6 separate regions of the Mus musculus genome follow, and regions 1, 2, 3, 4 and 5 are each linked to region 6. Evidence: chromatin contacts called from public HiCAR-type, Micro-C and promoter capture Hi-C data. All regions are on one chromosome and are shown on one strand. The core of a region is the stretch at or near the end of the contact, and the rest is flanking DNA. Distances in the headings are between cores, read along the strand shown.

Region 1 (3,890 bases), core at 686-3,185, 1.2 Mb before region 6:
GTCTAGGCTTTAAGATCCTAGTCCTAGCTGCCTGGAAGGGAGTATTCTGCTAGCATATACACCTCTATTTTCTCTGCCTTATAATTGTTTATGGCACTTAGCATCTGGCATCTCATGTATGAACCAATTTGGTCAGCATTGTCTTCTCTCAACACCTCTAGAAAGCTTTAGGAGAAGAAGACTGTGTGCCAAAGAATGAATATTTTAGGAAAAAAAAATCAGGACTCTTTCCTTTCTTCCTTCCACTAACGTTGCAATCCTACTGTAGGAAGACTACTATAGTGAGACGTCAGAGGCACAAAGAACTTATTAAATGGTCCTATAAATCTAAACCACAAAATTAAAAACATTTTTTTTTCAGGGCAGGTGAGGTCAAAGGCCTTGTAGATGCTGAATTCAGGTTAGAAGTCTTAAAAATAAGATCAAGATTTTGAAGCTGGCACACACAACCTCTTAGTCAAGTGCTCAGTGCAGCAGGGTATCAAGCTATCTCGTCACTTAGCTGACTATTGAAGACTTTTGAGATGCACTGAGTCTAACACAAGTGGGAGGAGGGGTGGACACTGGTGCACACCAATTTAGTTTCCACAAACCAGTCATTAGTGCCTATGACATCTTCAGGTGCATGCAGCTCGGGACATTTTCCTCTCGTGGGTAGTCGTTGGGGACTGCAGTGGAGACAGAGAAAGCAGGCCTAAAGAAGTGACGTTCACAATCTATATTTGACTTGTTCTATATTTGCATTGCTGCTGGGGAAAGGTCCAGTGGAAAATGCGTGCTGTTCTAAATATATCCTCTCTATACCTGCTAGATTTGGATTGAAGCCTTAGGGGGCGGGGCACTGCTCAAGAGATCACCTCCAGAGAAGCATTTGGACTGGATTGTGTATCAGGTGTACCTACTGCAGACTGAGAAGGCTTGGGATCCAGTGGAAGGGTGACTTGGGTGTCACTCTGATGCTATTTCCTTCCTTATTCTGGGGCTCTGAGAGTGGCAGCTCAGAACACTGTCATAAACGCTGGGACATATCTTCCAGCTCTAAGGTAGTTGAGACTCAGCCTGCTGCGTTTGTTTGTTTGTTTTTAACGTCAGGTTCCCTGTTTATGAGATCATTTCGCTGGCGCTCTACTTCGGGCATTTCAGTGTTTTGTTTTCTTTCTATTGGGTGTATGAGGTGGGGGTGGGTGTTATTATAGCTTCCCAGGAAAGAGAGTATTTCATTCAGCATGCTTAACTGAGTTAAGCGCAGGCGTTCATAAATATTTATGAATGAGTGTATGCTAGGGTGAGTGACTTAACGGGTGAATGGACGAGATGCTTTAGAGTCCGTTGAGGGCTGTGAGGATCCGCTGTGGCTAATTTACCTCCGTAAGGGAGTTTACTTTCTCTTTTTTTCTGTACAGTCTGTTCAGGTTTCCACCTCGGCTTAAGGGTGAAGGAAGCAGAGCAAGAGCTCACTGGTCTCTGAAACTCACCTCTGCTGGGCGGGAACGCGCCCGGGAGGTGGGAGGGGGGAAAAGGGGCGGGCCGCTAAAGCAGTAGGGCGGGGCCACAGCTCAGAGGCGCGGTCAGAGGTTCTAAGAAGGCGGAGCTGTATGCCGGAGGGCGGGGCCAAGGGTGTGAGTCAGAGGGCGGGGTAACAGGAGATTCCGGGAGGGAGGAGCCGCAGGCCAGACTGCGGAAGAGTCTTAGGAGGGCGGGGCCAAAACGGCTGCCGTATGGATGAGGCCGCAAGGTAGAAGGGCGTGGCCTCCAGGGAGGTCCCGTGGGAGGGACTGCAAGTGCTAGCTAGTGGGGCTCGGGACCCACGCGGGAGGGTGGGATAGCAAGAACGCTAGGAGGGCGGAGTTTCATGCGGTGGGGCGGGGTCCTAGCACCGAAGGGCGGGGCCTCGGGTGCGCGCGGGTTGGGCGGGCCTGGCGCGGCTCCCGGGCACAATGGCCTGAGCGGCCCGCAGAGCGTGAGATCCACCCTGTTCGGGCCGCCCGGCTCACCGAGCCCTCTCTCTCACGGCGCGCCGGCGTCGGGCCATGTACTCGGGGAACCGTAGTGGCGACCAGGGCTACTGGGAGGACGGGGCGGGCGCCGAGGGCGCAGCACCGGCGGGCACGCGGAGCCCCGCGCCTCTCTTCAGCCCCACCGCGTACGAGCGCCTGGCGCTGCTACTCGGCTGCCTCGCGCTGCTGGGCGTCGGCGGCAACCTGCTGGTGCTGCTTCTCTACTCCAAGTTCCCGAGACTGCGCACGCCCACCCACCTCTTCCTGGTCAACCTGAGCCTGGGCGACCTGCTGGTATCCCTGTTCGGAGTCACCTTCACCTTCGCGTCGTGCCTGCGGAACGGCTGGGTGTGGGACGCCGTGGGCTGCGCGTGGGACGGGTTTAGCGGCAGCCTCTTTGGTGAGTCGCCCGGGACGCGTTCTCCTTGCCTCTCAACTTTCCCCCGGGTACATCAGCTCTGGGCCTCCGTCCTCCCCGGGATCGTCCCTGATAGCCAGTCATCACCCACAACTCCCTCTCTCTCCTCGAGAACCTCCCTTAGATACCCAACCCTCGCCTCCCTTCTCCCTTTCATCTGGTCTTCATCCCCAACTCTGTTTCCCTCCTTGCCTGGATTTACACACCCTTCTTCCCAGCCAGTCACCAACCCCAGCCCCTCCTGCCTCTGTAGCACTTTCCAAAGTCTCCCTGCCGCTGGCCATCTTATTTCCCCTCATCTATTTTTACTTCCTACTGTAGCTCTCAACAGGGCAGCTCACAGTGGACTTTACAGAGGGAGAAAGAAATGAGGCCCTGTAGAGTCAAGAGATGCAAGAAAAAAGTCAACTCCTGAACAGTGGAGGCGAGAACAAGGAGAGATTTAATTCACAAATTTAGTATTTGTTCCTCAGAATGACATGTAGAATCCTAAATAACGCAGTATTTTACCCCCTTTCACTCGTTAGCAATTATAAACAGTTGAATGCTTCCTAGGGGATGAGACTTTTTTTTTTTTTTAATTTCCTGTACATAGGTTCTGTCACACCAGAGGTTACAAATGGCGCAAAGGAGTCCAACTCATAATTAGCAGGGCAGCCAGTACATTTAATTGAAGTAGAACTTGTTGCTTTCTTGAAGATTTATATTGAGAATTGACAGGTTGAAGGTTGACTGATCCAGTATTCTAAGCCTGGGAAAAACGTGTGTGTGTGTGTGTCCCCTAGGGATTTTGTTTGTATAACGATTTAAAATAGAAATGGATATTTCTTAAGGCTTAAAGTCCCTTTCACAAACCTTAAAAACACATTGATAATTTACTATTGACTTGATCTTGCCAGATCTTAGAGAAAAACGTCTCTGTAATATCCTTGACAATTGTTATTTGCCAACTTACATGTGGCAAACCCAAATCTCACGGTGTTTGTCATCATTTCCTTTTTAAAGTTTTAAAACAAAATTTAGGAGTCATGATGGTTTTTCACTGATTGACAATTCTGATGCTTTCCCCTAATAAACATTGATCTAAGGATTTCTTTACATAACAATATTGAACCTAGAGGAAGGTCTGTAAGAGGATGCGAGTAGTAATATGGGTTGACTATATGATTATTCTCTCTGTTACCTTAAAAATGTTTTTCGGGGTGGGGGGGCATTTAGGCGGATTGATCTTTAAAAAAGGTGATGTGTCAGGACAGCTTGCAGAAAAGCCCTGGGGGTAGCGACAGGTGTTTGTTTGAAGACATTAAAGTCCTTTCTTTCTGTGAAGTACTTTTCTGTGCTGTGGTGTTCAGTGTCTCCATCTGAAACCGAATAAAAAGGAATGGGTTGAGTTTTCTTATGTCTGCAGCACCCACCCTGGCTCTCCCTGGCTTGCTCTGCCAATCCTATCTTCCAGAATCCTCTCTGCCCTTTCT
Region 2 (3,416 bases), core at 347-2,846, 2.0 Mb after region 6:
CAAAGACAAAGGCTGCTCATTCTTAGACGTTCCTTCCCACTCAGATCCAGTTCCTCTTTCGCACACAGAGTCAACACAGGCTGACAAAGTCCGGCTTCAGATTCTTGGCCTGGGAGTACTTCCCACTCCACAGACTTGGCTATGGGAAAGGAGGGATTCCCTCACATCAGGTCTCTTGCCTCTCGCTATGAGTGATCCACCTGGTTGTCCTCTTTCTTTAAATGGACCAGGCTGCCCACCTGTGACATATCCCGGTAACTTGACACCAGGGTTGAAGATGAGCCTCCAGCCTCTCCCTCCATAGGATCTATTGATCCTTTTCTTTGGGGGAGTTCTGGAAGCTTGTCTATGAGCCTCCCTGCTGCCACCACCTCTCATCCCTCCATGCTCTCAAACAAAAAGCTGTGATTAGCACTATACACACACTCCTGGCTTGCTGGTGATTACTCAAACCCACTGCCCCCTGACATGTCTGTATGCCCATTCCTATCCAAAGGAAAATTCCAGTAAGTTAGGGTCAGTAAGTTTGGCAAACTCTTGTCCTGAGTGGTCTCTGGGTGGGAATCTCTGGGCTTGGGAGAGATTAGCATTCCCTTGAATGCTAGGGAAAAAGGCACCTTTAACACAGGACAGAAGAACTTACCTCTAACACTTGTCCTTTGGTACCAGGCATAGTGTCAGGTCATATCTCTCTCTCTCTCTCTCTCTCTCACACACACACACACACACACACACACACACACACACACACTGCTGTGCTGAGGGAAGACAGTTAAGTAAAATGTACAGCCAAAAGGGACCCCCATCCCTGCACGCCAGGGAGTCCTCAGAAGTTCGGAACCCAGCTTCTTCTGAAACCCACTAAATCCCGTAAGAGCAAGACAGACACTGAGACTAAAGGAGGCCTACCAAGACAACCCAGATATCCACCTCAGCCACCCAAGTGGCCAGCCATTTCAAGTAAGTTCCAGTAACCACACGCCCCGACACCTGTCCGCAGACTCCCCTAACACTTCAGAGCCAACACAGGCTCCTGCGAGGCCCTGCTGGTCTTCACAGTCTATGACCATGACCATCCGCCGCCATCCAAAGAATATCAGGACTGGCAGACTTATCCCAATCATTCCCCCAGGAATTCCCTGCCTCATTCATTCATTCATTCATTCATTCATTCATTCATTCATTCATTCACTAATGCTTATGATGTGCCCAAATCATTCCCACGCAGTGAGAACAGAGGCTCTTCTGAAACATTAGGTGCCTTTCCCATGATCACCCTGCTGGTTATGGTCTTCTAACGGGTGCTCTTCTCAACATCTCACGTCACAGCCCAAGAGGACTCAGCTCAAGAGGATGGGGGAGAAGGTGCAGCACATCCCCCATTCAACCCTACCAGTCTTTTGAGACTTCCTTTCCAGCCGTCGTCCCGTCCTCACTCCCAGAACTTCCTGTCTTCCCCAGACTCTTAGAGAAAGCTCCACCTTTCCCTCTCAGAGCCCCAAACCACTTCAGGACTCAAGAACTACAGCTACCCAGACCCTCACCATCGTTGCGGCCGCTTCAGCTGCAGGCACCTCCACCGGCTCCGCCGGAGCTGACGCGTTACCATAGCAACCCAAGAACTAGCACTCAGCGATTTAGACCCGCCCTCGCCCCGCCCAATTCCTGGAGCAGTCACGAGGTAGTTTAGAAGCAGGAACCCCTCCCTCAACCTTTTCCCGCCCTAGAGTAGCTGGAACCAGGCTCTTGAAGGTTGCGCCCTTTGGATACGCCCATCATGTCCACTTTGGCTTTTAACCCAGTTCAAGCCAGGTTCAGACTTTAAAGGGTCTACTTTCCATGGGTCCCGGAGGGCTCAACTATCAAGACCCCAAGAGCTAAGCCGAGGATCCTGGTTTTACCCTCACAGACCCTTCCACCCTAGGTTACCATGGTTACCGCTACCGGGTTCCGGGAGGATTCAAACCAAACCTGATGAGAGTTCAGGCTGCTGAGAGGCAAGCAGCATTAAACCAAACACATTCCACAGTAGGAAGGAGTCTGACTAGACCAAAGAACACTTCTAGCCCTGAAGATGCGTATGCGGTCTCACAAGCTTAGATCTGAGGGACTTAACTGAAAATACAAGGAGTCTAAGACAGGAAGTTCAAAACCAACCTGGGCAGCTTAGCAATGTATTTCACTAAATAAATAAACAAACTCAAAATGTAAGTCCTACCCTAAACAAAGTCAAAATCCATGGCAGGAAGTTAGGGGAACCTGGCTTTTAACACGTCTCCTGGGAATAATTTCAGGATTTAAGATTTTTCACAGTTTCACCTTGGTCCCTTGTACCTTAGTAAGATCTACAGGACAGGGCTGAGCAGTCCTTGAATCCTGCACATCCCACACCCCACAAAACCTCCTACCAACCAGGGATTGCTTTTCTTTCTCAGATGTTTATTTTCTGAGCTCTTGGTCTCTCCAGACCCCCAAGTCTCCCTCCAAACTTGTCTTAGAGAACCTTACTCCAACCTAAGTGTGGAAAACTGTTGACAAACCCTAGTAGTAGGTAGTAGAGGAAGGGAGACAATCTTCTGCCACCACCGCCACCACCGCCACCACCACCGATTATTCTGCTGCCATCGCTGCTGCTTAATCCAAAAAGCTGTGCAGCTCATTTCCAGGATTCCTCAACTCTTATCTCCTTGGGAATCCAATTACTAGCCACACCTCTCTTAGGCAGTTATTAGCCCCCACACCAAACAGCAAAGTAAGGCCAAAAAGAGGGCACTGCAAAACAAAGGATGTGTTCTTCCTGCCACACCGCAGGAACAGTTAAAGGCAGGGAGAGGAGGGTGACAAGTGAGCCATCAGGAAATCGATCCCCAGTGTTCTGCCTGAAGGTATCTCCCAGTTAGGAGTGCCTCGTTCCAGGCTGCTGTTTGGTGTGAGCCACTGTGAGGCTCATAGCAAAGCCCTGAGCAATATGTCTGCTTAGTCATGTATTTGTGCAATGTAAGTTGATTTAAAGAAACATTTATTCTGGATTTAGTGATACATGCTGGTGTGGTTTCCATCACTCGCGCACTCGCACATACAGTTATGACTCTTCCAGGCTAGGAAAACTTCCTGAAACTCTCCTTACACCAGGCGACTAAATCAACTCATCGGACATCCAGGCGGCAACCTATCAGCCATTTTCTCCATATAGTTGGGCTGTGGTATCTGCTGCCTAACGGATCTGGAAATGGAGGGAAAATGCGGTTGGGAATGAACAAAGCCAGAAGCCAGTCTGTGAAAAAGTATTCCCCTAACTGCTGGTGCTGTAAAGCTGTAAGTGGACGTGGGGAGATGATTCATTGGATAAAATACTGTCCACGCAAGCCAGAAGACCAGAGTTCGGAACCCACAAGCCCACATAAATGCCTGATGGG
Region 3 (3,909 bases), core at 893-3,392, 1.1 Mb after region 6:
CCACAAGATGTATAAATGGGACTTTTAAAAACATGACTAACATAATATGCATCATTCTGTGTAAAGAATAATCTTAAGTGTATTTTTAAAAAGAAGAAAACAAACATGGAAATATCATATGAAGCGATATAAGATGGTTACACAAGATTCAAACATTTCAACTGACAGAACGCACATGAATTAGACTCATGGGTTTAAAAAGAATGCTAAACTGGAATAAAACCCACTGTGGTGCCTGTGGTGTTTAAAAAAGACACAGTGGGGGAAATTGAAGTGCTGAGTAGCTGCAAAGCAAAAAATACGTGAACATATGTATCAGGCACTAAGCACAAAAACTCTAGTTAGAGCAGCTCTATCAATATTAGTCAGAGAAGACTATAAGACAAATAGTGCCATTAAGGACAGAGTTGCTATACAACAATTAAATGTTAAAGTCATCAAGGTAATATAACCAACAATTCTAAACAGTAAGCACCTCATTGAATAAAGTCAACAGTTGTAAACAAAATTTGACAGTTCTCCACTAACAAATGGCAAATGTACCATGATGGTCAGAAATTACAAAACATTTCCTTCAGTAACTAACGCTTTAAATAGCCAAGAATAAAATAAAACAAAAAGCAAAAAAGTAGAAAAGTTGAACAACATAATTAACAACTATGTTCTGATACTTAGAAATACTTACCACACTTTCGGTAAGGGCACAAAGGTTATCACTGAGTTCCAAAGAGTAGTTACTGTATTAGTTTCTTTTTTTTCTTCAATTTTTAATATTTAAATGTATTTTATACATCAAACATATTAATAATATTGAGCATTTTGAGAATCAAATAGTCTGTAAAAATGTGTTCAACTTTTATATTGATATCCTTTCATACCCTAAAAATATCATTAATGAATATTTAATACAGGAGAACACAGTAAACAGCTATAAGCACTTAAAGAGGCAACACAAAAATCTCTTAAAGAATTACAGGAAAAAACAATCAAACAGGTAAAGGAAATGAACAAAATCATCCAAGATCTAAAAATGGAAATAGAGACAATAAAGAAATCACAAAGGGAGACAACCCTGGAGTTAGAAAACCTACAAAAGAGATCAAGAGTCATAGATGCAAGCATCACCAACAGAATACAAGAGATAGAAGACAGAATCTCAGATGCAGAAGATACCATAGAAAATATTGACAAAACAGTCAAAGAAAATGCAAAAAGCTCTTAACCCAAAACATCCAGAAAATCCAGGACACAATGAGAAGATCAAACCTAAGGATAATAGGTATAGAAGAGAGCGAAGATTCCCAACTTAAAGGGCCAGTAAAGATTTTCAACAAAAATATAGAAGAAAACTCCCCTAACCTAAACAAAAAGATGCTCATGAACATACAAGAAGTCTACAGAACTCCAAACTGGACCGGAAAAGAAATTCCTCCTGTCATAATAATCAAAACACCAAATGCACCAAACAAAAAAAGAATATTAAAAGTGGTAAGGGAAAAAGGTCAAGTAACATAAAGTCAGACCTATCAGAATTACACCAGACTTCTCCACAGAGACTATGAAAGCCAGAAGATCCTGGGTAGATTTCATATAGACCCTAAGAGAATACACATGGCAGCCCAGGCTACTATACCCAGCAAAAATCTCAATTACCATAGATGAAGAAACCAAAATATTCCATGACATAACCAAATTTACACAATATTTTCTCATAAATCCGGCCCTACAAAGTATAATAGATGGAAAACACCAACACAAGAGGGAAACTACACCCTAGAAAAAAGCAAGAAAGTAATCTTTCAAAAAAACTAAAAGAATATAGCCACACAGATATAATTCCACCTCTAACAACAAAAATAACAGGAAGTAGCAATCACTTTTCCTTAAATATCTCTTAGCAATCACTTTTCCTTAATATCTCTTTTCAGTTCCCCGCAAAAGACAGAATTGGATATGTAAACAGGACCCAGCATTTTGCTGTATTAGTTTCTTTTCTGTTTTGATAAAATGTCATGAACATTAGCAACATAGGGGAGAAGTAGGTTTTAATTTTACTTACAGGTCCATGAGGGTGGATTTCATCACGACAAGGAAAAAACCTAGCAGCTAGTTAAGGAAGCATGGCGGCAGACAGGACAGGAAGCAGGCAGGACAGGAAGCAGGCAGGTTGTGATTCTTGCTCAGACAAAGAAACAGAGTTACAAGTGAGACCGCCTATCACCTCTCACAGGCCGCCCTCAGTGACCCACTTCCTCCAATAAGGTTTCTCCAGTAAGTTCCTCCTTGTGAAAGTCCCAAGACCTTCCGGAGCCACCAGCCGGCATATATTCAAACCTCAACAGATACCATAGGAATGATCCTTCCCCCAAATTCCAGGGATTTAACTATGGAAATGGGAAAGCAGGATCCAATTGGAACTAGACTGAAATAAACTTGCTATTACCTAATAAAGTAAAGGAAATAGAGATTAAAAGCACATATAATTTTTAAAAGATGCCATGTCACTTGAACATTTGGGATTATGGAGTAACATTATCTGCTTGGCATTTCTTTCTTTTTTTTTTTTTTTTTTTTCTATTTGATTCCGTGTCTGATTTTTTTTTAATTGTTCTTTTGTGTTACTACCATGCTGGGTTTTTTTTTCCCCACATTTTTTTTATTAGATATTTTCTTCTTAGATTAAGGTTACTTAGAATTTTGAGCTCTGATGCTTTCAAGCTAACGTTACATCACAGGCTTTCTGTCATGCCATTATTCTCACCTTTTATCGAGAAATAGCTCCCTGGCCCCTATGTTTCTTCCCCCTTCAGCTAGAAATCAAAAGCCCTCTTCTAAATATAAATTCATGTCAATAAAACACCTACAGACCAACACACCCAGAAAATCAGAGTTCCTTTTAGGCTCAGTCTGGGTCAACCCTCTGAACAATATATTCTAATTCCTGCCACGGCCAAATGCACTTTCTTTTGTAAAGGTCTCAGTTGTGGTGCAATAAAAGATAACTTCTGTTCCTCAGTCAACTGAAGGTTTAGAACCAGGCTTCCTGCAGCCTTATTCTTTTCTAGAATACAGTCAATACTAATCCCTCTTTCTAACCTCAGAAACCCAGGACTCTCTTTCCTCTTAATTTACTGATTAGCAAAATGGTCCTAAAGCTTTCTCTAGAAAACTTCTGACATATCTTACTTACCTCAGGGGATTTTCTTCTCTCCAAAGCAGCCTTAGTTCTCAACTCAGGGACTGGTGTATGTCCTGAGAGTTCAAACCATCCGCCTCACAAAGATTTTCACTATGAGTAGTAGGACATGAAAATCATGAAAATCAGGTCTTGGGAGACAGAAAGCAGAAAGTACTCTCAACTATCTTCTTTCACTTTGAAGCTTGGCTAGTCCTGGCCCTATAGCTGAGTCCTAAACCCTGATGCTGGGGCAAAATAATTATATATTAAGGCTCTGCCCAAGCAAATGCTAGTTTTCAGTTTCCTTTTTACAAGCCTCAGCAGAGTTTCTCCTCCAGCTGTGAGGTCTCAACCAGAGGTATTTTAGATATAGGGAACTCCACAAAAGTTATTTCCTGCTTTACCAGGGAGTTCATAGCCTAAGGGACAAGCCCAGCCCAATGCACACCACCCACTCACTTACTGGTGGTTGGTTTTCTTTGATTTCAACATCAACACACAAAAAAGGGTGGGCTCTGCATAATCAGATCTCTTGATTGACAGGCTGCCCTCACACAGCTTCCATTACCCAACCTTGCCCTAGTGACTGTAGTGCACTTTACACTTGTAAATTGGTATGCATTGTTTGCTCAGGGAGAGGCTGGTTCTATCCTCCTGCTACTTCAGAGAATATTTGTCTTACAGTGTCCTCCAGGGCTTCTTGTCTGGGGATGTCTGGTTTTCCATCTCTG
Region 4 (3,693 bases), core at 393-2,892, 1.1 Mb after region 6:
ATTCACTGTCCTATCTCCTCTGCTTGGGTTTCAAAACAGTAGTGATGATCTCAGAAAGGTAACGACATGATTTGGTGTCACCAAGACAGGTCAAATTGGACCTTGTTCAATATTGCCTAGGAAGAAATAATAACCACCTAGACAGTCAGGACACATCCAAGAGGCAAGCAGATTTCTTCTATAGAAACTTTAAACTCCAGAAACAGCAAGTGAAAAATATCGGAGCAGACCCAGACCAGCCTGCAGGGGTGCCCTGAACAGTACTCTCTCAGCCCCAGATAACTGCCTGTCACTTAGACAAGGCTTTACTGGTTACGAAATATGTTCTGCAGGCTGTCCCCAGGTTCTTAGGTGACAGAGACATTGGCTACATCACCATAAAGAGTTAAGAAGCCTTGACATAAGGAAGGAAAGATTACCCAAACATTAAATACTAGCAGAGGAAAGCAGCACAGAAAATGGACTGGAGATGTTACTAGAACCACCCACATCCCACTTGTAGAATAAAGCACTATGTACTTTTCTTTACCATTCCTAATGCTGGATCTTTTATTTCTAAGTGAATGTAAAACCTGGATTAGATCTGCTAACTTCCTTTGGGTTAGATCAGGTATACTCTAAGAATTCTTGGCATACCTAAAATTCCCTGATTTCTAAAATTTAGAAATGTATTCTCCAAAGCTAAATTTCGACCAAACGAACCCAGAAAGATCCTTTTTTTTAAACACACCAAAACTCTTTCAGAGATAACCTAGAAGAACAGCAAACACTAGGGACTCGGGACTTTTTGAATGTGAGCAAGTTGCAAACACAGTCTTTCTCATCCATCTCCTCTATAGCCTCAGGGAACAAGAGCTGCATTACTCACTGCTTCTTGGTCTGTAAGAGGGTCTGTGAGTCTGGCTTTCACCCTGGGTTCTTACTAGCTAAAAGTTGAGAAGAGCCCCTGAAAGACCGAGCAGAAAGGATATTGAGAGGCTAGTTTCAGGAAAGAGGGTCTAAGACAGAGCACGGAGGAGGAAAATACCAAGTAACTTTACAGGATACTTCCTTGTTTAGTGTCTGGAATAACGTCTTTAAAGAAGGCTTGAAGGAGATTAGGTTCGGTGGCCTCCTGGGGTCGGCTTTGCAAGGGATGTTGCCTGGAACCACAAATTGTTGCTGGACAGTTAAGAAGAGGGTCTTGAGTAAGAGAACTACGGAGGTTTATGCTTAGGAGAATGCCTTGAGTAATTAGGTACCCTGGGGAGGCATCCTTGGTCACAGTGGAGAGGGGTGTCCTAGCTTTGGGGATCCCGGTTGCCTAAGGAGAAGGCGGGGCCGGAGGACCTCAGGCAAGTGGGCACGCCCTTGCCCAGGCCTGCAGTGGACTCTGTCGCCAGCTGGCCCACCGCCCTGTCCACCTCCCCTCTCTCCACCCCAAGCATAAGAGGGGTGCGCATGGGGTCCCACTTCTGAGTCAGCTCCCTCCCTTTGCTCCACACCCGAGTGATGCTGGAGGAGCTCCCGGGGGAGAAGATGGAAGGCACCACAAAAGCGCGGAGGGGGTGTGGGAGGCGAGGGGGAGTAGGGAATGCGGCATCCAGGCCCCCCCGCCACCAGCCCAGCCCCCCGTCACCACCCCTCCACCTCCAACCGAATGGTTTGCTCCGAGCGCCCTATTTAATCCCGGCGACTGCAGCAGCGCCGGCTCCCTCCCGGTACCCGCCTCGGCCCCGGGCTTGGAAGCCGCTCCGGGGTTGCCCCTTTGGACAGCGACGCCGGCTACCCAGAACCCCCGGCCCCAGTCCCCGGAGATCTAGGCTCGCCAGCGCCCAGCCAGGGAGGTGGCCAGGAAGCGCGATGGGGGCCCCTTCCGCCCTGCCCCTGCTCCTGCTCCTCGCCTGCTCCTGGGCGCCCGGCGGGGCCAATCTTTCCCAGGACGGTGAGTGAGGGAGGGGGCGGCGCCAGGGGAGGTGGCCAGTGCCCCGAGGTGGGGGTTCAGACGGGGAGCCGGGCGCAGGGAGCCTGTTGGCTTTGTTTGGAAGCGAGGGTTCAAGTCGCCAGCCTCTTGGAATACCCTTGTGTCTGTCTCTGAGCATCGCTGTCTCTGAGGACCGTGGGGTGTGCCGGCGTGTGCACCTCCTATGTACACGACCGACTGTGTATGTCTACGTGTGCAGCAGGGATGTGGATCTCGGGGGTTGCTGTCTATTTTGAGCAACCGGGGTCTGGATGTGTTGATGTCCGTGTGTGTCTGGGTGTGCGCGTCTATGTTGGTGTCTGGGGCTGCGTTTCTGTGTCAGAGTCTGTGTGTATGTCTGTGTCAGTGTGTGTTGGGGGCGGAGTGAGATTTGTCGCTGTTTCAGTCAGGGCGTGTGTTGGGTGTTTCTGTATGTATGTCTGTAGGGGTTGGGTGGCCAGAACGATCCCCAAAACTGCTGTATGCAAACATTTCTGCTCCCCCGCGCGTCCCCCACCCGCCGCGGAGCTCTGAGTGGGCAGGCAAGGGGGCCTGGGTGAGGCTGTCGAGGGGGGCGTGGGCAAAGGAGAGGGGGCTTCTCCTTGAAGCAAAACAACAACACAGGGCGGAGGGGGCCCCACTTTGGCTCTAGTCCTAGTGGTGCTAAAATCTGGGCAAGGAAACCTATACTTGGGTGCGGGGCAGCAAACGGAGAGAGCAAGATATTTGGGGAGAAGGATCTATGGGAAAACCAAAGCTTTCCTGGGCTGAACATTAATTTCTCCAAATTTAGGGTGGGGTAGCAGACTAGCCTCTTTGCCCCAGTCTAAAACTCAACCCTTCTTAGGTTTGTAAAGGTAAAGAGGTGAAGGAAGGGAGTGGGGGGGGGGGGAATGAAGAAAGGAGGCGGGGCCAGGGGAGAGGGGACTTGGGGAAGAGCCCCTCCCGCCCCAGGCCAAGCTATGTAGGTCAGCGCTGTGGGGGCACCTCAGCCTTCTTAGAGGCTGCTGGTGGTTAATGGGGTGGCTTGAAGAACTGTGTAGAGATAGGAAGAAAGACGCCCCAGCTCAGAGCCTCAGGTTCCCGGAGGAGGGAGGACCAGCAGTGGAGGGACTAAAGGAATGTATCCTCCTCACTCCCGCGGCCTGTCAGAGGTGGGCTGGGTGGGGGAGGGGAAAGGGAACAAGACCAGTGCGGAGCAAGGGGAAGTGGGGAGAGTAGAGGGAGGGTGGTGGCTATGCCCGGCCAGATGCCAACGGTGGGGAAAACCAGAAAGAACCGCAGGGGAGGAGAAAGGGGAGGCGGTTCCTGGGCGATGGACCCAGTGGCCAGCAGGGATGGGCACAGGGCGGGGCGGGGTGGAGAGAGGAGGGGTTGGAACTGGGGAGGATGATGTAGAGAATTTCATCTGAGGAAAGCCGGCTGAGAGCCAGGGTGCTGGAGGAATAATAGCTCCACCTTGCCTGACCTCCTCCCCTTACCCTGTCTCTGTCCTGGTAAAGAAGCTTCCCCTGGTAAGGGGGCCCTGGGGATCCCCTCTCTACAGTTGGTTGGCTGACTCTTTCCACTCTCTACTCCCCAAGCTCCCCAAAGGGAGTTCCTACTATCACCACAGAGATGGCAGTCCCTTCTCTTGTACATGGAATCCCCAGTCCCCAGAGGGCTGAACTGATGACCCCACTCACAGGGTAGATGAGCAGTCCTGGGGACATTGGGCTCAGTGCAAGGCAAAGACTGGATACTGGGTGCCT
Region 5 (3,651 bases), core at 268-2,767, 1.9 Mb after region 6:
TGGGTGGTAGGGACTGGACCTCCTTGTTTCTCTCACTAATGTAGCACACTGAATAAACCACCTCCCGCTTTCACTAGCAGGTTTATTTAATTGGCCCATTGAAGAGACAAGTAGCCCATCTTGGCTTGTTATGGCTCCCAAGGCCCAGATTTTCACCCTAATGACCAGCAACCAAGGGAGGGTAGGATGTCTTCATACCCAGGTCTTGTGGGCTTAGGTCAGTATGTCCCTAGGCCCCCGGTTAAGAAAATACCCAGGGTTTTAAACACAAAATGTTTGGAAGAATGTGAAGATGGCTGTGTAACACTGTCATTTCCTGGATGACTGTAGGAAAGTGTGCCATTAAAAGATTCTGGAGAGGGGGACAGAACAATGGCTCAGCAGTTAAGAGCACTGGCTGCTCTTCCAGAGGTTCCATCCCCAGCACCTACACGGCAGCTCACAGCTGTCTGTAACTCCAGCTCCGGGAGTCCTGACACCTTCACACAGATACACATGCAAGCAAAACACCAATGTACATAAAATAAAAATAATAATAATTTTTAAAACAAGATTTCGGAGCTGGAGAGATGGCTCAGCAGTTAAGAGTACTGACTGCTCTTCCGGAGGTCCTGAGTTCAAATTTGAGCAACTACAAGTTGGCTCACAACCAGCTGTAATGGGATCCGATGCCCTCTTCTGGTGTGTCTAAAGACAGCTACAGGGCACTCATATACATAAGATAAACATTTTTTTAAAAGAGAGAGAGATTCTGGAGAATGGTATCTTCCTTAGCTTCCTCGGTGCCTCAGTTTTCTCATCTCTAAAATGGGGTTACTGTGATCACCTACCTTATGGCGATTAATTAACATATATAAAAAGTATTTGCACAAGTACCTAACACAAAGCAAAAGCTTAAATGTTGTTAACCCTTATGTTGTTGATAGTGGTTACTATATTACCCTGAGTACCATTTCCAGTGCCACATATTTCCCCACCCCCCATCCTTTAACTACTGTCGGCAGTAGAAAAATAAAACTTTCTATTGTCTGGGACATAGTAGTTCCCTCTTACTTCAAGAACTCAAGAAGACAGCAACCATGACTGCTTGGTCATTGAAGAGATTACCTACTCACACCCGCGCCCAGGCAGAAGTAGATTTTTCTATCACTATTTAAACCCCTTGTATAAAAACTATGAAGAGACCAGGCCGTTAGGCGGCTGGCCCACGATGCAGTAGCTCCAACGCACCACCAGGGAGCAGCAGAGCCCAGCCCTGGGCTGTTTTCTCTACAGGAGCAATTAATTGGTTCCAGGCTTCCTTAGTGCCTTCACTCCCCGCTGCAATAATCACGCTTGTTGTTGATTACCCAGCCTATCAACGAGTGCCCTGCTCGCGTCCGTTGGGCTGTAGGGTTTCTCTGCCTGCCTTGGAGCCGTCTTAGCCCCGCCCCCGCTGTTCAGCCAACCCTGGGTGGGGAGGAGCGTCACGGGGGAGGGTCCAAGAGACTACGTGGCCCGCTAGGGCAAGTGCTGAGCGGGGACGGAATCCAGCCCCAGAGGGGGGGTGACCCAATCTCCCGGCAGAGTAGGAAAGGCCAGCCTCGCCCTGAGTAAACTCCCCCCACGATGGGCGTGCAACCCCCCAACTTCTCCTGGGTGCTTCCGGGACGGCTGGCCGGACTGGCGTTGCCCCGGCTGCCCGCGCACTACCAGTTCCTGCTGGACCAGGGTGTGCGGCACCTGGTGTCCCTGACGGAGCGCGGACCCCCTCACAGTGACAGCTGTCCCGGCCTCACGCTGCACCGAATGCGCATCCCTGACTTTTGCCCGCCGTCCCCGGAACAGATCGACCAATTTGTGAAGATCGTGGACGAGGCCAATGCCCGGGGAGAGGTCAGCACGCTCGTGAGCCAGAGCGAGAGGGCGGGGCCTGGAAGGAAATGAGTGGGCGGGGCCGGAGCTGGAGTCCGAAAAGAGTGGGAGAGCCTGGGGTTGGGGGCGGGGGTGACAGGGCTAAGTGGGGTGGGAGCTAGATGGACCCACTCCCTGACTAAAGTCAACTATGCTGCTAGGAGAGGTGGTGCCAAGTAGGCTGGAGAGAGAGTACTGTCAAGTGAAATCCTTCCAGGAGTCCAGGGAGCGCCTATGTCAGACGGAATCAGTTCAAAGCCCTTTTACTAGAGGTCCAAATGTCATAGAGACACACTTGTAATTTTAAATTTTACTAGCAGCTACGTTTTAAAAAAAAAACAAAAACAAAAAACGAAAAAGATGAAAAAGAAGCAGGTGAAGTTAATTTTGTACTAATCCAATAAGTCAAAAATATTATTTCAACATAGAATCAATATGAAACAAATTATTAATGAGGCATGTCCAGTCTTTTTCATGCCGCATCTTCAGGGCCTGGTAAGTATTTTGCACCTCAGCTCAGTTTGGACTGACACATTTCAGGAAAAATAGCACCACAAGTGGCTGGATGTACTATACAAGACAGCACAGGATAGAGGCCAGGCGATGTAGGCTGAGAGCCCAAGTTGGAACCAGCCATTCCAGAGGCCTCCTAGTCACCTGTCCTCCCACAGCTTTGATGTCACTTCTTGGAGAGCCTGTGATGTGTGGGGTGAGGACAGGGGAGTATTGGGGAGGGCATTGGACTCTACTCCATCAGTCTCCACTTCACAGGCTGTTGGAGTGCACTGTGCCCTAGGCTTTGGCCGCACTGGCACCATGCTAGCCTGCTACTTGGTGAAGGAGCGGGCTTTGGCCGCAGGAGATGCCATTGCTGAGATCCGGCGCCTGCGACCAGGATCCATTGAGACGTATGAACAGGAGAAGGCCGTCTTCCAGTTCTACCAGCGAACAAAATGAGGACTTCAACAGCCCGCCTTTCCCCCTCCCCAACTCCTGCGGCCAGGGAGGAAGGGGAGTGAACTAAAGTACTGCATCCTTCAGGTCCCTCTGACTCCTATTGGACAAAAGTAGTCCTTCCCCAAAGCCATAACGTGGCCGGCAGGATGGCCGAGACCCCACAAAAATGAGGTAATAACTGATAAGAACTCATCACCGCTGCATAGCATGTACACAGCACTCCCAATACATCTGGGTGGTTGAAAAGACAAAAAAAAAAAAAACAAAAAAAAAAAAAAAAAAACCACTTCTGTTCTTTGGATGAGGTGTCTAGAGTTCAGAAAGGCCTCCGGTCACAGTTCTGGGAAACAGAAGGATAGGCCAGGACTCCAGCACACACCTTTGTCATCCTGAGGATGATGGGATTCTAAGTGCTGTTCCCTGACATGTGATAGAGGAGAACTGGTCAGTGAAGGAGACCCATGTCCCTGGCCACATGGCCTCCAAGCAGCCTCAGGCCGCTGCACTCCTACACCAGCAGTGCCCCCTTGACATCACCCCTTATGTAGGGTCATCCGTCCTACCTGAGCCACCTTTGTTCTCTCAGGGTACAGAAGACCTGCATATCGTGCTACAGATGAGGTCTCTCTCTGTCTTATCTGTTTCTCTCTTGGTCTCCCCCTCCCACTCTCCCTCTTAATCTCCCTCTCTCCCTCCCCCTTCCTCCCCCCACCAGGGCTGGCCACCTCTTACCAGCCTCAGGTGACTCAGCTCATCTGTCACCTCCAACCCCTATGTCGTCCCCAGCCTCAGACCAACGAA
Region 6 (3,827 bases), core at 909-3,408:
TAGAATAAATGTTGTGTGCCAGCAATACAAATCCTTGGGAAGGTCTATGTACAGTTTTAAACGGTGAAAGCATAGAAGGAAAAGAAATAACATGAAGGATGACAGAGGTAGCAAGACACAAAAGGGGCTAATATTCATAGAGGGAAGGAGGCTAGGACAGTGAGCCTATCAGTCCTCTTTTGAGATGACTTTGGACATACAACTACATTTTTTTTCCCTCTTTACTATCCTGAGAGAGAATAAACACACCGAAGGCTTTAAACTGAGGAGACACCCCTGGCGGTAAATAACAGGCCTGGGCCTTTCAGAACGTGGAGGGGGCGGGGTGGTAAAGGAAGGACCTGATTGGCAGGCGACCTGCCACCCGGAGATACGTGGCAGGCGCGCTCACCTGTGAACACGTTCTGAAAGCCATCAGCTGTCGCTGGAGCCCCAGGTGCCTTGGCGGCCAGTACAGGGGACCCGCCACCACTGTCATCCGCAGTAGCCCCGCGCCCCAGCAGGTGCACGGAGCCTCCTGCCCCTGGCGTACGGACGCCCAGCTCCTCGGTCCAGTCGGCTGAGCGGCTGAGGCCGCCCGTGAGGCCACCCTCCAACCGGTGCTTTTTTGCCGGGGCTGCAGCAGAGGCCAAGGCGGTTCTGGAGCTCCGGCTCACGGAAGGGTCCGGCCGCTTTTTGATCCTAGGACTCTGGTTGGGGGACTGGGACGGGGAGTGATTAGGAGAGCTGAGCTGCCGAGTGGTGGTCTTGATGTAGCAGGGGGTGATGAGTGGGTAAGGTTTGAAGCAGCGTGGGCTGGGCGCAGGGCTTCCAGGCAAAGAAACGACTGCGGAGGTAATGGATTCTCGCATGCCCTCCTCCGGCTCTTTCTCCAGCCTCTGTGAGGCTTCTTCCACCTCTGGGACCCATTCCTCCCCTGGAGAGCCGCGGGGGGCATCCTCAAAAGCATCCTCCTCGCACTCCTCATCTGTGTCCCCAGTTCCAGCCACGGGAACTCCGGCGGCTCCCTCCCCTGGCCCAGCCTCCGGAAAGGTGAAGGCTGGTGATGAGAGAGAGTCTGTGACTGCGGAGGGGGCGGTCGCATAACCTGGTGTCTCGGAGGTCAAGTGGCTTCCGGAGGACGGAGGATGCTCAGGCACCAGAGACTTGGTGGTCTCAGGCAAGTCAGGTCTCACCGGTAGTGCCTGTACTGTGTCCTTTTCAGCCTCGCTTCTAGGTCCCAGCAAGAACTGGTCCAGGCCCAGAAAGGCCCCAGGCTGAGGGGAGATGGCAGTGGGGGGCGCTGCAGGCTCCTCGGAGTCCTGGAGCAGCAGCTTCTGCTGCTGCTGCTGTTGCAGACGAATTGCCTGCTGGATGTCTGAGAGCAAATCCTCCTGCTCCGTAGCGGAGTGGAAGCTGTAGATGTCCGTGTCTGAACCAGAACTGGTCCTTTGTCCATCTTGCGCTCCAGCCGCAGTTTCCAAATCCTCCGCGGTCGCCTGGATCCCTACCCCAGCCTCAGCAGGCCTAGAAGCACCGGGATGGATCACCTCGAAAGGGTCAGCACACTCGGTATCCGATAGGCCTGTCTCCTCAGCGGAGAGGCTGAGGTCCGGGGTCTTGGTGACTATAGAGTGAGCGCTGTCCAGCTCCCCAATCGGCAGGGCCTGTGAGTCCAGCACATCCTCTCGCGAGTCGCAGGCACCTTTCCCCTTGGTCAGGTTCTTTCTGATCCGCAGGTTGGAAAACACCGAGGCTCTAGAATCGGACTTGCTCTTCTTCTTGCTGGTCTCCCCGCTGCCCCCTCCCCCCTTGCCGTGCTTGCCAAGCGCCTTTTTGCTCCCGCTCGCCTTCTTTGTGATTTCCGCATCCCTGGGCCCCGCGGCATCCTCGGCTCCGCCGCCTTCGTGGGAGGCATCACCTGCGCTTCTCTTCAGCTTCCCATCCTGGTTCCCCATGTTTCAACCCCACTGCTGCGCCGCCGCGCCTTGGGGTCCTCAGGCCATCTCGGCCCTGGAGAGGGCCAGGGGAGTGTCCGGGACAATTCAGGCAGCTGGGCCGGCCGTTGGGAGCGGAGGCCGAGGAGCGCCCAGCTGGCCCCGCTCACATCTGCTGCCGCTTTGCATAATGCGCGGTGGCTCTCCCGGCTGCCGTCCCTGCGGCTGTGGCTGCGGCCCTGGCTGGCGGGCGCGAACATGCTCAGTTCAGCGCGCACTCCCCACCAATGGCTGCACAGGACTCAGCCTTGGCCTGGCTCCCCGCCCACCGCCGCCGCCCCTTCAGTGCCCCCTTTGGCTCCTCCTGCAACCAAGTAGGAAAACCCGTCTATCTCTAGTACTTCATAATTGGGGGTGGGGACAGCAGGAGCTGTCTTTATGTATCCCAGACTAGATCGAATTTAGAATCTTTCTGACAGGTTATCTCTGGGACCTTCATCTCCACCTTGAAAATAAAACATGTTGCCCTCTTTTCAAGAACTGGAATGTTGGAACAGTTTGATGAAACTTCAAAGCTCGCAGACCTGCAAAGAGAAAAACACAGGAGAAAAATCGAAGCCTAATTCCAGGTCAGAAGTACCATAACATCAGGAACACACACACACACACACACAGAGAGAGAGAGAGAGAGAGAGAGAGAGAGAGAGAGAGAGAGAGAGAGAGAGAGAGAGAGAGAGAGAGAGAGAACTTCTGTATGGCTCCAGTTCAAATACTTGTTGAATGGGTGGACTGTCCTGTCTGTCCTGTCCCTTAAATACTTGACCATGGCTTTGCACACTCTTAAGGTTTGTGAACATGCTACTTAGGGAAAGGTTCCTTCCCCAGACTCTCTGCCTGATACACAAGCCTCTTCAAGAACAGGACGTTAACTGCCATTTCCAAAGTGGTTTTGTGAGACCTTTCTGGACAGAGAAAAGAGAGGTAGGGGATGCTGAAAATACTGAGATTAAAGCTGATTAACATGCTAATCTCCAAAATTCTATGTGTTTACCATATAAATTAGACAACATTTGTATTTAAAAGGGGTGCATGAATTATAACTCCCAGGAGGTCAAACTCATCAATATTAAACATGTCACAATGTGATGCTGTATAAAAGGAAAAAGAAAAAAAAATGCCCTTGGTACAAACACAGGAAATTAGACATTGTGCTATAAAGGATGACCAGTTTCTCAAGCAAACCCATCCAAGCACACTTTGTCCAGGGCCAGGGCTTCCTAAGTTTTAGACCTAGATAACAATCACTTTTTCTTACTGTGAATTGTCCTCTTTATTTTAATGACATTAAACTATAGTTTTTGTTAAATGTCTTAAAGCTTCATTAGTATTTTAAAAGGCTGCAAACAATAAAAGCAAAAAAAAATCATAAAAGTAGCATTTGTAAAACAATGTTACTCTTTGTTGGAAATCCAGACAGCAATTACCATCCTTTCTCAAACTATGATCTTTAAAACAAGTGTTCACTGGAGCAGGTGGACTGATGTCCTTAGGTGGCCTTTTTGAGTAAACAGTTTGAAGAACTCAGCTTTAATAACTGTGCCAGCGTAATATCTCAGTCTCCAAGGGATCCCGAGAGCCTGAAAAGCCTTTATTTCACCTCTTTCACAAGACTACTGGCTCCTCTCTTCTAGAATGCAGGCTGCCCCAGGGCACACTTTGCCTGTAGGCCACTAGAATTCTCGGCCTCCTTGAATGCTGCATACTGAGATACTTGATTCTTGGTTCTTGCTCTTTCTCTAGCAGAGCAACTTTGATTCAGACCTGTTTGTTTCTTTGCTATTCTCTTCTGTGATATACCCAAGAAGTTCAGGAGACAAAGGGGGAGGGGAGGACAGAGAGCTAAAAGAAAGG

What was found. Promoter capture Hi-C pulls out the DNA fragments that hold promoters and counts their contacts. A called contact is a pair of places that touch in the nucleus more often than the background predicts. HiCAR-type assays count read pairs that join an accessible place to other places.
Region 1: a Micro-C map of embryonic stem cells shows a contact between it and region 6, with 2.8 times the contacts expected there. The contact joins the promoter of Opn3 here to the promoter of Fmn2 in region 6. A contact is called at or near these places in 5 of 39 promoter capture datasets (cranial neural crest, frontonasal cranial neural crest, hippocampal neurons and 2 more), 2 of 484 Hi-C or Micro-C datasets (both in embryonic stem cells) and 4 of 115 datasets of contacts at active chromatin or transcription factors (astrocytes, embryonic forebrain, embryonic stem cells and 1 more).
Region 2: a promoter capture Hi-C map of pre-B cells shows a contact between it and region 6, with 3 times the contacts expected there. The contact joins the promoter of Cfap45 here to the promoter of Fmn2 in region 6. A contact is called at or near these places in 6 of 39 promoter capture datasets (cranial neural crest, embryonic stem cells, frontonasal cranial neural crest and 3 more) and 5 of 115 datasets of contacts at active chromatin or transcription factors (embryonic forebrain, embryonic stem cells, forebrain and 1 more).
Region 3: a contact with region 6 is called in a promoter capture Hi-C map of embryonic stem cells, with 3 times the contacts expected there. The contact joins the promoter of Aim2 here to the promoter of Fmn2 in region 6. A contact is called at or near these places in 9 of 39 promoter capture datasets (the 3T3-L1 cell line, the HPC-7 cell line, the SN4741 cell line and 6 more) and 2 of 115 datasets of contacts at active chromatin or transcription factors (neural tube and stem cell-derived neural progenitor cells).
Region 4: a contact with region 6 is called in a HiCAR-type map of astrocytes, with 4 times the contacts expected there. The contact joins the promoter of Cadm3 here to the promoter of Fmn2 in region 6. A contact is called at or near these places in 7 of 39 promoter capture datasets (the 3T3-L1 cell line, 3T3-L1-derived adipocytes, the C10 cell line and 4 more), 4 of 115 datasets of contacts at active chromatin or transcription factors (astrocytes, embryonic forebrain, embryonic hindbrain and 1 more) and 1 of 9 other capture datasets (liver).
Region 5: a contact with region 6 is called in a HiCAR-type map of astrocytes, with 5 times the contacts expected there. The contact joins the promoter of Dusp23 here to the promoter of Fmn2 in region 6. A contact is called at or near these places in 4 of 39 promoter capture datasets (the 3T3-L1 cell line, cranial neural crest, hippocampal neurons and 1 more), 1 of 484 Hi-C or Micro-C datasets (embryonic stem cells) and 2 of 115 datasets of contacts at active chromatin or transcription factors (astrocytes and embryonic forebrain).

What each region holds. Positions count from the first base shown.
Region 1 is chr1:175,690,677-175,694,566 of GRCm38.p6, reverse strand. Opn3 (opsin 3) reads left to right here and starts at 1,935. Exons shown (of 4, transcript NM_010098.3): 1 at 1,935-2,397. The coding sequence starts at 2,031. Gm39707 (a long non-coding RNA gene) reads right to left here and starts at 1,521. Exons shown (of 3, transcript XR_865748.2): 1 at 1,476-1,521.
Region 2 is chr1:172,519,310-172,522,725 of GRCm38.p6, reverse strand. Cfap45 (cilia and flagella associated protein 45) reads right to left here and starts at 1,596. Exons shown (of 12, transcript NM_027972.1): 1 at 1,545-1,596. The coding sequence starts at 1,547.
Region 3 is chr1:173,418,837-173,422,745 of GRCm38.p6, reverse strand. It overlaps Aim2 (absent in melanoma 2), which reads right to left and starts at 2,142. Exons shown (of 9, transcript NM_001013779.2): 1 at 2,060-2,142.
Region 4 is chr1:173,365,644-173,369,336 of GRCm38.p6, reverse strand. It overlaps Cadm3 (cell adhesion molecule 3), which reads left to right and starts at 1,642. Exons shown (of 9, transcript NM_053199.3): 1 at 1,642-1,924. The coding sequence starts at 1,843. It also overlaps a transcript of Aim2 not described here.
Region 5 is chr1:172,630,840-172,634,490 of GRCm38.p6, reverse strand. Dusp23 (dual specificity phosphatase 23) reads left to right here and starts at 1,517. Exons shown (of 2, transcript NM_026725.2): 1 at 1,517-1,875; 2 at 2,665-3,651. The coding sequence starts at 1,609. The coding sequence ends at 2,850. It overlaps Gm35601 (a long non-coding RNA gene), which reads right to left and starts at 1,511. Exons shown (of 5, transcript XR_001779542.2): 1 at 1,350-1,511.
Region 6 is chr1:174,500,156-174,503,982 of GRCm38.p6, reverse strand. It overlaps Fmn2 (formin 2), which reads right to left and starts at 2,158. Exons shown (of 18, transcript NM_019445.2): 1 at 392-2,158. The coding sequence starts at 1,937.